Linked DNA regions of Mus musculus: region 2 is linked to region 1. Evidence: chromatin contacts called from public Hi-C data. All regions are on one chromosome and are shown on one strand. Each heading gives the region's core, a stretch centred on a gene start, on an enhancer-like site or on the middle of the called end of the contact. The rest is flanking DNA. Distances are from core to core; before and after follow the strand shown. Region 1 overlaps Dtd1 (D-tyrosyl-tRNA deacylase 1). Region 2 overlaps Dtd1 (D-tyrosyl-tRNA deacylase 1).

What was found. Hi-C and Micro-C count contacts between places; a contact is called where the count stands out from the background.
Region 2: a Hi-C map of myeloid progenitors shows a contact between it and region 1, with 2.5 times the contacts expected there. The contact joins two enhancer-like sites. A contact is called at or near these places in 9 of 484 Hi-C or Micro-C datasets (adipose-derived mesenchymal stem cells, cumulus cells, myeloid progenitors and 4 more), 1 of 115 datasets of contacts at active chromatin or transcription factors (embryonic stem cells) and 2 of 9 other capture datasets (adipose tissue and pancreatic islet).

What each region holds. Positions count from the first base shown.
Region 1 is chr2:144,640,241-144,643,982 of GRCm38.p6, reverse strand. All of the region lies in intron 4 of Dtd1 (D-tyrosyl-tRNA deacylase 1), which reads right to left. Among named protein-coding and RNA genes, the nearest start is that of Dtd1, 42 kb to the right of the region's middle. Within about 2 kb of position 1,807, at least 41 of the 459 cell types and tissues checked have an H3K27ac peak or open chromatin away from gene starts, as enhancers often do. A contact at or near this core is called in myeloid progenitors, where this site is marked.
Region 2 is chr2:144,718,775-144,722,516 of GRCm38.p6, reverse strand. All of the region lies in intron 4 of Dtd1 (D-tyrosyl-tRNA deacylase 1), which reads right to left. Among named protein-coding and RNA genes, the nearest start is that of Gm39951, 50 kb to the left of the region's middle. Within about 2 kb of position 1,861, at least 38 of the 459 cell types and tissues checked have an H3K27ac peak or open chromatin away from gene starts, as enhancers often do. A contact at or near this core is called in myeloid progenitors, where this site is marked.

The DNA of each region.
Region 1 (3,742 bases), core at 558-3,057:
CACTTTCAAGGAACAAGTGATGCCACCAGAACATGCCTCAGTGTCACTCAGCAGAGTGGCAGTCATCAGTCACTAACGTATTAGGTTGCTACACTGGCTTGTCCCTTGACATCTGTAGTGGTGTCAAGAAGGCACCATACTTTGGGGACATTTGTATCACTGCAAGTATAGGAATGGGGTTAGGAGACTGAGGGAGCACTGACAAATGAAACCAGATTCACGTGTGACCTCAATAATCCAGGCCAGCCATCTTGCTCCCCGGCAGCTGCACAAACAGAGGTTGCAGAGTATTTTTAGATACCATGCAGCTGAGAGGGAGGAGGGATTGGCCTGGAGGAAACCAACACCTGAACCAGATGGAAATGGCAATGTCAGATTCCCTGCGGTTCCGCTGCTCTCAAATGTCCATGTGCTGGTGGAGAACATGATTAGAAATGGCAGTCTACTCGTCTTCCTCACCCCACACCCTCACATGCCCAGAAGTTATGCATTTTAGCAAGTACCCTGGGTACCTGTATGGCAGGAGTCCTCAGGCCACCCCTGGAGGAATGCTATCACCAGCTCACACTGACTTTGAAGGAGAGACACACTGCAGCTCCCAGTCCATAGCATTTTCCAGAAACTACACACACACACACACCATGAGGCTGAGCTCAAAATAGTTTGTGCATCTCAAAAGCCCACCTGAGCCAATTAAGACCCCACTCGCCCAATTTAACCTCTTAGAGACTGGCTAGCTAATAGCAAATGTAAAATAGCAAATGCCTTTTCAATCATTACACTGCCCTCAAAATGTATTATCATGGCAAGGTCTTTATGTAGTTGGGTGTTCTGTGTATTAAGCACATCCTTGAAGCAATCATAGTAAACGCTGCATTTCTATCACTTCCAGAGCACTCTTCACATTCCAATGCTGAGATACTTAACACCATCCCACAAAACACAACTGGATGGAGGAACGTTTTTTACAATTACCTAGGACTCCTGATAAATCACTTAAAAGTTAAGGATTCACAATTAAAATCTTGAGCCTCTGTGATGAAATTATTGCTATGTTCAAAACATAAGCCCTGGGGGAAAACAGAATTGACCAATTCTTAGAATCAAAAAGGATGATATAATCTTTGACAGGTCGTGTAAGCAAGGTGAGGGGTCACTGCTCATCTACCACAAATGAAACCAGCTCCCAAAATAATGAAAAAGCTCTGCCCAACTACAAAATAAAACTTCTCTCCAGATCTTCCCGACACACAAACGTGTCAGGAACAAATTAAGTGCTTAAAGTTTAAGTCACTAATACATTTGTGCTCTGATAGATTGGTTTAGAGCAAAATAGATTCTTTGGCTTGGTGCAACTAGAAACTGTGCACGTATCAGAGACAGGGCTGTGAATCACAGTTTCAAAACTGCCATCCAAATTCCCATCACAAGGAAAAACTCTTCAAGTTTTACAACTCTGATAGCGCAGGCTATAGATTCAAGACGGTAAGATGAAAGTCAATTGATCCGACCACCCATCGATGGGCTCCCAAGCAGAGAGGCACAGTCACATGTGTCTTGGGAAGGCTTCTTAAGACTGCAGTGTACTGACTCAGGACAACCGCCCACATGGAAATGAGTTAAAGAACTGAAAGAAAGGGGAGCCCTGGCAAGTCCCCACCAGAAGGGAGAGCCTGCTTGCAGACATGTGGTGGGCTCCGGCCTTTCCATTCATGGGCTAGGCATTCTGGCGGGTGTTAGACAAGGCCTGGGACACCTGACTGCCGCTAGTAGTGGGCAGAGATGAGGAAGTTCAGGAGCCCCACCCACTCACTCTCCAAACCACTCCCCACAGGGCTGTTTTTATTTCATAACTCACAGTAAAGCAGATGTTCAAACCAAGAGAACCAGAAACCAGGCAGGATTCCACATGTGAGAGAGGTCTGGCCAAATCCTTGTCTCACCCTGGTGGGAGGCCTTCAACATAGACTGGAACCCAGAAACCAGTGTCACCAGAACAATGACCATGACAACAACACAAACTGTATAATGGAGGAGCAACCGAAGCAGAAATAAAACGAACTCAGCCAGTATTTCTTCAGCCAACTAATGTGACAGAACAGACTACAATACTGTGAGAAGTGGTAAGACCCAAGTCCCATGTCAGCAACCAGACCTGCAAACATCTTACTGAAGCAAGTCAAGTACCCGAGCCTGTTGGAACTGGCCGGTGTCAGGGGAGATTCTGATCTAGAGCCAAACATAAAACCAGCAGAAAGGGGAATATCTGCATTCCTTCCATGAAAAGGCCAGCATCCACATGACTATTCCTTGTGATAGAGCTTCTCACTAGATAGGTCCCTCATCTGCAGCTCCATAAATGGCAAGCTGTGTGGACACCTGCATCAGGCTGTCTGGCAGAAGCCATATGTGTTTATCTGTCTGTCCTCTGTATCACCTGAATTCCACAGCACTGATTAAAGGCTGCTCCAGTCGACAGAGACAGAAGGATAAGCAGAAACACCAAATGGACTTCTTTTCCATCCCCTGCTGCACCCTACAAATTCCCTCCAGATCCTCCAGATACCACAAATGTGTCTGTTTCCACCCTCCCAGGTCCAGGCACAGTGATAGACACTGGCTGGTAAGCACAGAGAGGAAGTTATAGCTAAAGCAACAGCATTACTCAAAGAAGCATAAAGTTAAAAGCTTCATGGAGTTAGAGGCACCATTCTGCACTAGTCAGCTCCTGACAGTGATCTGTCAATAGACACATGAGTTAGTGCAAAGATGTGTGTTAGAGGTTCATTTTTCTAGCTTCTTCCAGTGTTTCTACTTAGTCAGGCTTTCAACCACAGTAAATAAATGAGCACATAAGTAATTCCTAGCCATATTCTTAAATAGGAGGGCTCTGAACCCCAGAAAAGAACCCTTCCATTACCCAATGTGCTGCCTCGCTAGGAGAAATGCCCACCTGCTCTTACATAATGTCACTTCGTCCATGTGAGTGTCAGGGAAGTAGCCCCCACTCAGGAAAGGTCACTTAAGATTAAAACCAGAACAAGTGTCTACCTCAGGGATGCTGGGCTAGGGTGCTGATCTCCCACCATCTAGGCGTCTGCAGACATGCACCTGCAACCATGCACAGGTAAACATCAGGAAGCCCCAGAACCCTGTTCTCCCACAGCCACAGCACACAGGAAAGCACAGGCTCCCACAGGAGGGAGGCAGCTCCCGCTCAGCTCGCATAGCCTGAGACCCGGGCAAATGCCCCCTACAAAGGAAGGATGGATGGATGCTCTTCTTCCAGCATCTTCTTACATCACAGGATATCATCCGCCTAACTGCAGCCTACAGAACGGTCAGGCAAGCTGCTGATGTGACTGTAGGAAAGACACAAATGCTGCAATGCCTAGTCCCAGAAGTAGGCAGAGTTCTGGCTAAGGCAAGCCAACCGCTGGTTACTTTACCAGCTCAGTCTCCATCCATTCAATGCCTATTGATGAAGCACTAGAACCTCTGAAGACAAGAATCTGCCTGCGCTTGAAGCCCAAGTTTGAAAACAACCAAGAATCCCTTCTCTCTCCGTCAGGGAGGTCAGCTGAGCCTCCTGTTCCCTGAGAGACTGGCCCAGCTCAGTAGCAGAAGTGGCAGTAGCCTTCTTAGAACCAGGACAATCGGTGGGGGAGGAGCTCATGAGGTCCCATCCCCCACTGAGGGAGAAAGGACAAGTGGCTGAGAAAGGCATGTGTGTCATTTCTAG
Region 2 (3,742 bases), core at 612-3,111, 78 kb before region 1:
CCTCAGGCTCTCACTTATATAAACCTACATAAAGCCATGCATGCACACCTCACAGAGACACATGAAAAGAACAACAAAAGAAAATTGGTATTCTTGCCGGGCATGGTGGCGCACACCTTTAATCCCAGCATTTGGGAGGCAGAGGCAGGCAGATTTCTGAGTTGGAGGCCAGCCTGGTCTACAAAGTGAGTTCCAGGACAGCCAGAGCTACACAGAGAAACCCTGTCTCAAAAAAAAACAAAAAGAGAGAAAGAAAGAAAAAGAGAGAGAGAGAGAGAGAGAGAGAGAGAGAGAGAGAGAAAGAAAGAAAGAAAGAAAGAAAGAAAGAAAGAAAGAAAGAAAGAAAGAAAGAAAGAAAGAAAGAAAGCAAGCAAGCAAGCTGGTATTCTTAAAGGAGGGGGAGGTGGCTCTCCCTAGAAGTCCAGCACTCTGGAGGCAGAAGCAGAAGGATCTTAAGAGCCAGGCTATTCTGGGCTACTTAATGAGACCATATTCCAAAATGAGAGCTTATCTAGCACGCACCACTCTGCTTTCAGTCCCCAAGACAACAAAGAAACAAGTATGTTCCATTAATAGGTTAAGAAGGGCAAGGACCATGTGACTGCCTTAAAAGATGAATCAAGGTCTACCACATGACAGCACTGTCAGGGGCAAGTGCCTCTAGATGCCATACCAGCCATTGAAGGTCAGTGTCATCAAGAGATACCACCACTCTATAATCATGGATCCCCAGCACATTTTGCTAAAGAATATGAAGTTCTCCAATTCCCTTCACCTCACTAATTAAAAGCTATGAATTGCCAGCTTTTCATATCATATAACTACCCATAGTAATATATTATTACTCAAGTTTTCTAAGCTCATCCCACTTTTTAAATGTGTTTGTTTGTGTGTGCCTGTATGCATACAAGTAGGAGGAATTCACTTCCTCAGGTATGTGTGTGTACACAAAATGGCCAGAGGCCAATGTTAGGCATCTTCACCAATCACTCTGCACTTTATTTTTTGAGACAGGGTCTCTCATTGAACCCAGAACTCACTGATTGGTTGGTGAGCCAATGATCTTTAGAGATTTGCATGCTTCCATCTCCCAAGCACTGAGGTTGCAGACCAATGGCAATGCCTCTGGCAAGCTTGTATGACAGGTACTTTCCCAACTAAAGCCATCTTCCCAGTCTACGCATGCCCCTCCTGTCTGAACATTTTTCAATAAACACAAAATAGAAGATAAAAAACTGTGTTTAACCCAAGGCCAGTGAAATGGCCCAGCAATAAAGGCACTTGCTGCTAAACCTGATGACCCAAGTTTAGTCCTTGGATCCCACATAATTAAAATTACTAGCTCCTACATCACATGAGATTGTGTGTGTGCGCGCACACACAAACACACACACACACACACACACACACACACACACGCTCGCGCACACGCACACACATGCTACCACATACTAAATAAATAATGTATGAAATCTTTATAGAAGAAAAGATTAAACTTTTCTTAAACAAGGCTTAAACTGAGTCCCTGATTGTTCTTTTCATTCATTTTCTTGGGTGTTTCTTGTGAGACTCACAAAGATGACCCACTGACTGCAAACAGATGTCGCCTTTTGTTTATATCCTCCCAGCTCCTTTACTTTCCATGTCACTAATCCCTACTAGCAAACATATTTCCTCCCCAGTTTAAAGAATGCCATGCTAATTTCTCTGCTTCCAGCGGCACCCCAGAGCCCTGAACTGGGTTTTGAATCAATATGCATGAGCAATTGTTTAAAGGTTCTAAACGGTTTACAATAGTCCAGCTCTGCATTTTCAGGGGGAAGAGTCCAGATGATTAAGTAACAGGAAATCCTGACAACAGCTAAAGCAATTTCGACACAGAAGATGAACTGCTCTTTCCCCTAGCCTGGCAGTTACAGAATCGCAGGCTGGCCAGTTGGCTTACTTTTAGGAGACTGTGATGGCTCCTTGCTAAAAGCCTTTCATGAGTGGTGAACCAAGAGATCAGACCTGTTCTTTCCAGAAGCCAAGAAGCAGACTGGAAGGGTGTGTCCACAGGCCTCCCCAGCAAGGATGGGCTTAGCCACTCAGGTGCCCAAGGAGAAGAGTCACATGTGACCCTGGAGGGACAGGTGTGACACAATGCCATAGACCAGATTCCGGACAGATCTGAGAGGTGGCTCTTTTCTCAGTCTTTTTTTTTTTGGGGGGGGGGGTAGTTTTTCGAGACAGGGTTTCTCTGTGTAGCCCTGGCTGTCCTGGAACTCACTGGGTTATAGAGAACTCGGCTGCCAAACCAACACTTGTTTGAATGGAGTGAAAAGACCGATGAGTCCCTTTGAGAAGACACACGGTTCTGAAAATTGACAGGGAAGATGCCATTGATTGATTCTGGAGTTCAGTGGATGCCAAAGCTCAAGCAATCAGTGTGATGGAACCATCTGGTAAGCCACAAGCACGTGGCCTTTCCTAAGGTTCAGGAAAGAGGCCCAGCCCCAAATGACACAACATATGTTCTGAACATGAGATGAATTCAAACCAGACAAGTCAGTGCTAACAACAGTCGGTAGATACACGCAGAAATGTCTGCACACCAGAGACCAGAGCAGAGTCCCCCAAGAAAGCAGTGAGCAAGTAGAGCCCTCCTGCTCATCCACAGCAGAAAGCCTGCAAACGACAGCCTGACACACCAATCTTCAGAGCTGGCAAGAAAACTTTCAATTTAAGAGTTCAAGGAATTTTAATGCTGGTCTTAGCAGCTTTCATTAGTTGTCATTTTATAGATTGAATCCACAGAAAATCCCAGAGTTTCAAGTTTTAAATTATGGTGGCTTCTACCATCAAAATAGAGCCGTCAAACTGCTTTGCCACGTCTTGGTTTGACTTTAGCCTCCTGTGATGTTTCTTTCCGCATTAAAGCCCTGGCCTATCAGGCCATGCTGTAGCAACTGCTGTCATACAAAGGGCTGGGAAGGCACCTACGGAAAGCCACATCCACAGGCAAGGCAGATGTGCAGTGGAGCCCCTCTATTATAGAGGCTGGGAAGTTGTCCAGCCTGGGAAACCTCAGAAACAAGCTGGGGCCCACACAGGGAGCAGTTTGAAAGGAACAGACAGACTTTCACCAGAGGGTCCCCTGAAGGAGTCCAGCCATAGGACTTGCTGAGTCAGTGCCTAAGGGCAGAGGCGCTGGGAAAGGCAGGGTTGACCCAGGATTCTGGTAAGCACCCAGGGCTCAGAGCTGGTCCAGTTCAGCTGGTCCTCCCTGGGTTTCAGGCTGCCCCTGAGCCTATAAGTGAGACAGGAGGACCTCAGGATGAACCTAGGGCTGGACACAGACTTTTTAGTAACGGCTTCACATGCACAGGTTTGAGGGAGAGGTGTGTTGACAGTCCCTCTCTGAGGTGCTAAACATTCCCCTATTTTAATAAACTCCACCGAAAACAAACAATGTGTTTTGCTCTGAAGAAAATGTGTGTGTGTCTGTGTGTGTGTGAGGGGGGGTGCGGGAGGTATTTGAGTGTAAATGTGCACATGTGTGTATACATACATGCAGAGGCTAAAGTACTTTCCTTAATTGTTGTCATTATTTTTTTCTGAAAAGGGATCTCTTACTAAACCCAGAGATCAGTGAATCAACTAGACTGTCTGGCCATGAGCTCCAAGGATGTGGCTGTCTCTGCCTCTCCAGCACTGGGGTTAGAGATGGAAGTTTTACATGGGAGCTGGGGATCTCAACTCA